Linked DNA regions of Rattus norvegicus: region 2 is linked to region 1. A link is a contact called in public Hi-C data. All regions are on one chromosome and are shown on one strand. Each heading gives the region's core, a stretch centred on a gene start, on an enhancer-like site or on the middle of the called end of the contact. The rest is flanking DNA. Distances are from core to core; before and after follow the strand shown.

Evidence for each region. Hi-C and Micro-C count contacts between places; a contact is called where the count stands out from the background.
Region 2: a Hi-C map of liver shows a contact between it and region 1, with 3 times the contacts expected there. The contact joins two enhancer-like sites. A contact is called at or near these places in 3 of 12 Hi-C or Micro-C datasets (kidney and liver).

What each region holds. Positions count from the first base shown.
Region 1 is chr16:63,515,197-63,519,341 of GRCr8, reverse strand. It overlaps LOC120097474 (a long non-coding RNA gene), which reads right to left. Exons shown (of 4, transcript XR_005494893.2): 1 at 2,283-4,145; 2 at 1,959-2,160; 3 at 796-842; 4 at 1-18. Among named protein-coding and RNA genes, the nearest start is that of Ppp1r3b, 28 kb to the left of the region's middle. Within about 2 kb of position 1,446, at least 2 of the 93 cell types and tissues checked have an H3K27ac peak or open chromatin away from gene starts, as enhancers often do. A contact at or near this core is called in liver, where this site is marked.
Region 2 is chr16:63,706,535-63,710,731 of GRCr8, reverse strand. No RefSeq gene overlaps it. Among named protein-coding and RNA genes, the nearest start is that of Ppp1r3b, 160 kb to the right of the region's middle. Within about 2 kb of position 1,846, at least 16 of the 93 cell types and tissues checked have an H3K27ac peak or open chromatin away from gene starts, as enhancers often do. A contact at or near this core is called in liver, where this site is marked.

The DNA of each region.
Region 1 (4,145 bases), core at 197-2,696:
GGGAATTGAACTCAGGACCTGTGGAAGAGTAGTCAGTGCTCTTAATCACGGAGCCATCTCTCCAGCTCCTCTAAATATTTATCTTCATGAGAAGAAAATAAGCCCCCGAGACAAGTGGTTAACCTAGCATTAGGAAAGAAAGGTGTCAAGAACCATTGCTGAAAGGGCTGAGCATTCAAGAGGGTTCCTCTTGAATATGTGTAAAGGCCCTGGGTTCAATTCCTATTGCCACCTTGCATGCAACCAGGGTGTGTGTGTGTGTGTGTGTGTGTGTGTGTGTGTGTGTCTGTCTGTCTGTGTGTGTGTGTGTGTGTGTGTGTGTGTGTGTGTGTGTGTGTGTGAGAGAGAGAGAGAGAGAGAGAGAGAGAGAGAGAGAGATTTCAGAAGAACATACTAGTCACATGCTTGGGACTCTGTCATAATGTAGATCAACTTAAGTATCAATAAAGTGGCAATAAAGGATTATAACCCATTAACTAGTGAATGGCTTATAAGTGAGTTTTAAAATGGAGATGAGACAGTGTGTGCTTTCATAGGAATACCAGTTGTTAAATATACAGGGAGTGACACAATTAGAAAATTACCATTTGGTAAACATCTTGGCAAAAAAACTCCAGCAAGAAGCATCAGTTGATATTAAAGCAAACAAGTGGGGACTGGGGGATTTGCCCCCTGAATGTGAAGACCTTCACTTGACCCCCAGCACCCATGTGAAAAACCAAGTAGGGAAGCAGACATTTCTAGACCCAGAGCTGGGAAGGCCCAGGGCATGGACAAGAGGACCCAGAGGCTTACCAGTCTAACCGAACTGGGAGGTCCCGCTTCAGTGAGAGACCCTGTTTCTAGAAATCAAGGGAGAGTAATTGAGAAAGACTGTCAACAGGGAGCTCCAGCCTTCACACACACACACATACACACACATACACACACATACACACACACACACACACACACACACACACACACACACACACACACGGTTGTAGACTGGGTAATGAAATATTTATATAATATTAATCACATTTTTTTAAAAAAAGCAACCTTAATAAAAAGAAAAAAACAGGGGCAAACCCCATCTCAATCAAGCAATCGAACCCACTACCACAAGCATTGGAACAAATTCACAAGGGCCACTTGGTAAGGGAGCAGTAAAGAAGCACTGAATCACTTTTCTAACATTTTTTTGCCAAAAATATATGACCCAGATTGCTATGAGGCTGTATAGGGAAAACCCTGTGATCATGTGTAATGAGGTCCTCATGAGGTTGAGGGCACGGTGCTCTGATGAAGAAACAGATAGGAAATCTAGTTCATGAATTGACCCCTTAGTAGCAGGTACACCATAGGCAGAATTCAAAAGAGACCCAGGTGGAAGGCACCCAGGAGGTCTTTGTACTATTGGATCTTTTTACAGACTTGAATTGTTCCAAAACAAACTGTTCTCTCTGCATGTTGACTGACTGATAAACGAAGCCCTTTCTGGCCTGTGAAGATGGCCCAAGCCACAGCCATGAATATGTCAGTGTTTCTCAAAGAGCTGCCTACAGATAGGTAATGGAGCCCAATGGCTACCAAACTGGACCAGTCAAGGGAGTTTACATCACAATGTATGTCAGCCTCCCTGGCAAGAAGTTTGTCTTCTGGAAGTGGAGGTGGACACCTTTAGTCCCAGCAGCCTGGAGGCAGAGGCAAGTGGATCTCTGAGTTCAAATTCAGAGGGAGTTCCAGGACATTCGGGGCTACACAGAGAGAGCTTGTCTTGAAAAACCAAAGCCATTGTGGCTTGGCTGATAGATTTCATAGAGCCTGAATTCCTGTACAAAGGAAGTAGATTCTGGACCAAGTTTGTCAAGTCATCAGGCAGAATAGTGCTGGTGTGACCAGCCAGGAAACGTGAACGGTCTGGAGTCTTCTCTCCAGGGAGGGTCACAATTTAAACTCCATCACCATATACTCACTTAGGCATTTTGGATGGATATCCAAGGTGAACTGGGTATCCACATGACCTAGGATAGACCAAACTCAGCCAGTAACCTCACGGTCCTATTTTAGACAAGATGGCCTCCATCTCTTGGCATCTCCGCCGTCCTCAGGGGAAAAAGAAGGCTGGCCACACTCCCTCACATCATTGTTGATTTGTCAGCAAATCAACCCTAGAGACTGTTGGAAGAAAGAAAAAAGTCACGATTCAAGAAATATGTTTAAGTGAGTTAGTGAAGGGAAAACATTTTGCACAATTTTAAGGAAAATCTCCCCTGGGCCTAAAGAGAGACGTTTCTTACCAGTATCATGTTTAGCCCTCACGTCTAGCAAATGGGAAAACAAACGTCTGCACTTGATTTTTTAAAAGTTCTTAGTCATCTATTTCTTTCCTGTAATTCTCTTCTTTGAAAAGAATCTCTGTTGGCATGCCCTCCTCGTGTGATTGCAGATAGCTTTTGCAGTTTGCCTTTTGGGGTGATTCTATTTGCTTATTCCAGACTGATCTGCTGCTGTGGCCAAGAGCGCGCACTCCCAGGATAAACATAATCACGTGCTTTTTACATGCTGTACATCAGAATGGCAGGGAGTTCAAGATTCGCAGCTCAAGGCTGCAACTGCACACTGGGTTAAGTGGCCTTTTATACCATCTAAGTGCCCCAGAAGAGTAGACAGCGCCTTCTATGTCAGCTCGGCATTGTCAGCAATTGCTGTGGAAACCCCAACTTGACCCCCATCAATCGATTGTTCTTGCTGCATCAGTTCTTCTGTAGCGTCTAGAGGTGACCACAAACACGAGGACGAGTGCCCAAGGCTGGCAGTTGCTGCTGGTACTCTTTGTCCTGGATCCCTAGGAACTGTGTCATCAGATCTGCTACATCTGATAATGTGATCAAGACATGGACAGAGCCCCAGGTGGGGAGCACAGAGGTTCTGAGAGATCAGTAAGATCCTGAAAACCAGGTCATCTTGCTGCAAAATGTAACTGTCAGAACAAGGAGAGGCCCCAGGATGGGATGACATTGGAGATGCCGTTTCAATTCCAGAGGAAACCCATAATGCTTGATGATGTAGGTCCTCCATCATTTAGCCTCTGCCAGCATCGACAGCCATGTCTCCTGCCTCCCACTGATGTATAATGCACACTTCCACCAACACCAAATTGATCGCAGGCCAAGCTTTTCTTAGTGCTTGACTATTCTGTTGTTGCTCATGCAATTCCTTCTGTCTCACTGACTAAAGGCTGAGCACCCAGCATGGAGTGGATGCTCAGACCAGGCTGTCAAGCTGAGCTGGTGAGACCTCCTGCCTCCTTCCTTCATGTGGACTACACTGAAGTGACTACCGTTCACTTTTTGCCCATTCCTTAGGGCTGATCTTGACCTGTTTCCCATAGACAAAAGACCCGGCATGTCTTAGCAGTAGTCTAAGCCTATCCCAGAGATCAGAATATGAACACAGAGAAGAGTCTTTGCATCAGATTAACCAACAGGACAAGCCCAGCCTTTACAAATCTCACCGGCAATAGAAGGAATTGTCTCATCCAAGCTAAAATACACTCGGAGTGTGAGGTCATCTGTGCAAACAAAGCGCCCATCAGCATGGTTCCTAGTTGCTATGGTTATAGTCTTTGTTGAATCCACTTCTATAGATGAGCCATCATTAAGGTAACTTTATGGTTTATCATCCAAACCGGTACAGTTTTGAAGGTTGAGGGATTAATAATAACAATTACACCAATGTAGCAGGTGTAAACAGAATGGGTTCCTAGAAAACTGGTGTGGACGCTCACTTTTCCTTAGGCTCTCGGTCCTCTCCCACAGATACACTTCAGCAAGTGCTTGCTTGCTGGGATTTTGTTAGTTTTGTTTTCCTCTGATTTCAAATTGAAGCCCTTACTGTCTGATACTTTATTTTCTTCTAGGTTAGCCATGATGTGGGATGTACAAGGATTGTTTAGAAATATCTATTGACTGACCTGTGATGAGATTTTTTTTTTCTGAATGAAAATAAGAGATCTCTGAAAATAGAAGAAAAAGATTGGCCGAGAAACTAAAATTAGAACATATAAATCAGTCTTCAGCACAGAGGAGAAAGTATGGCCTGAGAATAAAATCCTCTCCCGCCTCCAAATACTATGTGTGGCTGACAAAAAACTCATGGGA
Region 2 (4,197 bases), core at 597-3,096, 190 kb before region 1:
GCTGCTGGGATTTGAACTCAGGACCTCTGGAAGAGCAGTCAGTGCTCTTAACCGCTGAGCCATCTCTCCAGCCCCCAAATTTTTTTTTAAAGAAGTCAAATCATTGAAATTCAGAAGCCCCTGTAGTCATTAATTTATATTAGTAAAAGTTGAAAACGCAGCCCCACAGGAAAGATAATCATAGACCGTGGAAACGAAAGGGGACAGCAGGGTTCATTTAGTCTCCCTCTCCCACGTTCACAAGGTAGAGACAGACAGGAAGATATGCTGAGCTCAAACAGCAAAAGGCTTGGTGGGTCCCACAACTACTTCCTCTAGAGGACAGAGACACAGTTTAAGGTCCTTTAAAATAGCCACCATTTCCCAGTATGCCTCTTTAGCAGCAGGACAGCCAGTACAAGCTTGGGCACAGAGGCGAGGAAAGCAGTTTGAAGGACAGGCACAAAGGGAGAGGGGCGTGAGTGAGGAGGCCAGCGAGCTTATTTAGATTAATTCCTCTCTAAGCAAATCCTCATAGACAGGAAACGGCATAAAACATTTATGTATGAATGGATATATTGAGTTGCCCATGCCTTCTTAAGATGTCGTAATGTATGGGTGCAGTTATATATCTTAATTGCTAATTCAATAAACATTATTAGCGTCTACTAGACTAAACCCGTAGGGATTAGAGTAAAAGTGAGGATATAAATATTCATAACGAGAAGGGCAAACATTCACAGACGGCTATGCTTGATATGCTGGACAAGCCTTAGCTTATTTACCCGGAACAGTAAGTATGGTTCCATTTCCACTTTATAGGTGAGGACATGGAGACTTAGATGGGTGACGAAACCTGCCCGTGGCAGCAGAGCTGGAAGGGCTCAGAGCAGACGGGCCCCAGAGTTGGAGCATGAGAGCCGCAGAGCTGCGAGCCGGACTCAGGCTAGTTGGGTTCCTAACCATTAGGCTCAAAAGACGTATGTGAGACCTTTCTTCCCCACGAACTTGGAATGGAATGGGTGGAACTCATCTGCATAAACATCACTCACGCCAGGTCAAGACTCTCAACGGGGGGGGGGGGAATGAGGTAGGATCTTCAAATGAAAGAATGGAAAGGAAGGATTCGTGAGGGAAGGAACTCACAGGCAGGGGTGAGGAAGGCCGAGAGAGGAATGTGGGAAAGTACACCTTAGAAACGGTGGCGCGGGGCTTAGCCACATGCAACAGGTGCTAAAGGGTGATGCTAGGGTTGGACTGCACAGGTCCCAAGGGAAACGATGCGTCTGAGTTCAGTGTTAAGAGGAACTTGTCTTGATGCGCTGAGGATGGGGCAAAATCTAAAGTTGACAAGGCGGAGGTCACTAGTGGCCACCGGAGCGCCTCTTCATGGAAGCAGGCAGCGGCTAGCTGGATGTCTAGCCTTTGAGTAATGACTACAGAGCTGCCAAGAGCCACGGAAGCCGTGGAAGACAGCGCCAAGATAATTCATCTTCTCTTCCCATCCCCTTGGGTTTTAGTTACTCTGGAATCAGGAGATCAGCAATAGACTACAACCAGGAGGTCTGGAAGAAAGGGGAGGCGTGACCAAGGAGAGGCTGACCCCGAAAGGAAGCGTTTCTGTTCAAGCTCAGTCTAGCGACTCCGCCTTCAGATAACTGCACACTTTTAAGCTAAGTCGTAGTTTTCATGCTAAGGACCAGGAACCGGGCTAAACCACAGACAGCAGCCAGCTGCATGACCCCAGGGCCTCTGGTGATGGCTGTTTCTAGTTTGCAGCCTGGGGTTTGTCTCTTTCCCGCTTCCTGTGTCTAAATCCTCTCCAGCCTCCTGCTTCCTGTCCTCTGTCCCTGAGGTTGCCAACGCCTGTCCTCCAGCGTTGGAAGTGCAGCGCCCCCTTGTGATCACGACCACTTGCCTTGGAATCCCTCAGAGAGCTGGACAATGCAAGCAAAAGAAAAACCTGTGTCTCTACCTCAAAGGAAAGACTCTTGGCCTTGTCCTACCAACTGAGCAACCCCAAAGCCATTCGCTCCACTGAGTCAACTTTGTTTACTAAAGTTTAAGCTCCACTGCCCTGGGATCAGGGATCCTGGTGGCTTTCAGATTTCTCTATTTCTCTGTCTCCACTAAACCTTTGGAAGAGTAGCAGCTTCAAAGAGGGCCCAGATCCAGCAGTGGACACGCCTCCACTCTTTTTCCGGCTAGCTCTGTTGTGTTTCCTTTACCAGGGGTCAGTTCCTGAGGATGGAGATGGTGTCCCCAGCTCCCAGAGCCCAGGGGACACTTATAACAGATGCTATGAAGTGGATGACCTATTGTTAGAGACTCTTTCTCCCTTCTTTCTTTTTCCCCTCTCTGCCTTCTCTTCTGCCCCACCCCCAGCTCTGGCATTGAGCATAAAACACGGGTTTTAGGAAATGGTTAATGTTTAAAAGGGAGCAAGTCAGGCTAGGCAGGGAGGGCCTGGGCAGGTTGCTCAATGGACAAACAAATCCACCTGCTTTGTTGCTCCCTAAACTAACAGGAAGCAGCCAGAAGATGGTCACTCACCCGGCAGTAGCTCGCACCACCTGGCAGGCCACCTACAGGGCAGCAGCGCAGTGTGCTGCAATAACTCCAGGCTATAAATAGACTTTTCTAAGAAGTTGCATGCTGCTGCTGGTCTGGCCTGATGCACAGTCCTGGTTTGTTGCCCTTCAAACAAGAAGGGAACAGTTCTAAAAGGACACAGTAGAGCGTAAGCCTCTGGTAAGGCAGTCTGCTCTGTTCTCTGAGCTCAGCTTCTTTTCCGTTTGGTACCGGCACCTGAGAGTCTCCTAATTGCTGACCCCTACCTTAATACTCCTGGAGACAGTAACAGAAGTCCCTTGGTAGGTCTTCATGAGGGGAACCTTGTCCTATTGCCCAACACTTGTCTAGTCTCTCACTCCTTATGTAGGACCCTCTTTAGTGCTCCATTCAAGACTGATGTCCTTCTCTCCTTGTCCGCAAGACTAATTCTCGCACTCCTTCATTTGTTCATGCTTTCTCTGTTTAGACTCTTTGAATGCATTCCCCTTTGTTTATAATTGAGGTCTGCATTTTAAGCACACACATCGGTTATTTATAGGTTAAATATGCGCGTCTATCAGCTCGTGTGAATTACAAGGAAGGCCTACTTTGCATGGATCATCTGTGACAAGCAAACGTGAACAGGAGTTCTGTTTTCTCCCTGCCCTCCGCCAGATCATTTTGAAGACCCCACAGTGGACATCCCTGAACACCGTACCCAATCACTCTGCCGGGCTCCCGGAGCCTTCCAAGATTGGTTCCAAGTCACGTATCCATCCACTCATTCATCATTTTTAAGTGGCTACTGTGCTCAGGCCCTGGGCTGGGCTCAGGAGCTAACAGCAAGGAGGCCCAGCTTCTATTCTCAGGAGCTCAGACTATGGGAAGACAGACACGCATAAAATAACTCCTGGCGAGTTCATAGGTTACAGAAGCTCGTACATTCCCTTAAAGGGAGAAAAGAGACTCAGGAGAGGCCTCACCGGGATTTATTTGTACTGTGTTGAAAGAAGAGTGGGAGTTTGCACTGTTATGAAACAGAGAGGCCCTTCTAGCACAGGGAATGTGAAGGCATGAAGGTGAAGGAGGAGAAAAGGGAGGAGGAGGGGGAGGAGAAAAGGGAGGAGGAGGGGGAGGAAGAGGAGGGGAGGAGGAGGAAGAAGAGGAGGGGGAGGGGGAGGAGGGGGAGGAGGAGGAGGGGGAGGAGGAGGAAGCTGAAGAGGAAGGGGAGGAGGAATACAGAGGAGGAGGAGAGGGGAGGAGGGACGAGGAAGCAGTGTATTGAGAAAGCATAAACAGGTTACTAGGCAGGCTGGGAGTGCAGTACAGAGACACAGATAAGGACTAGAAGGAAAAGCTGAGGCAGATTGTGCAGGACCTTATCAACAGTGCCATTAAATCCAGCTTTCATTCCGAAGTTAGTGGGAGTCATGGATTCGTCAAACTCTGCTCCTTCCTAAGTGGCTTTTAACCTGTATCTCCATAGTTCCAGGGAAGAAAGGCTCTGCCATCGATTTTCTCTCTTTGTCCTTTTATTAAGAAAGGGATGTCTGTGCAGTGTTCCCACAGAAAACATTTGTCTCTGAGGCTCATTAACCTACCACGTTCCTTTTCTGAGATGCTTTACCACAGAATGCTCTTCCAGGATTTCTGCTCCCAGAGTCT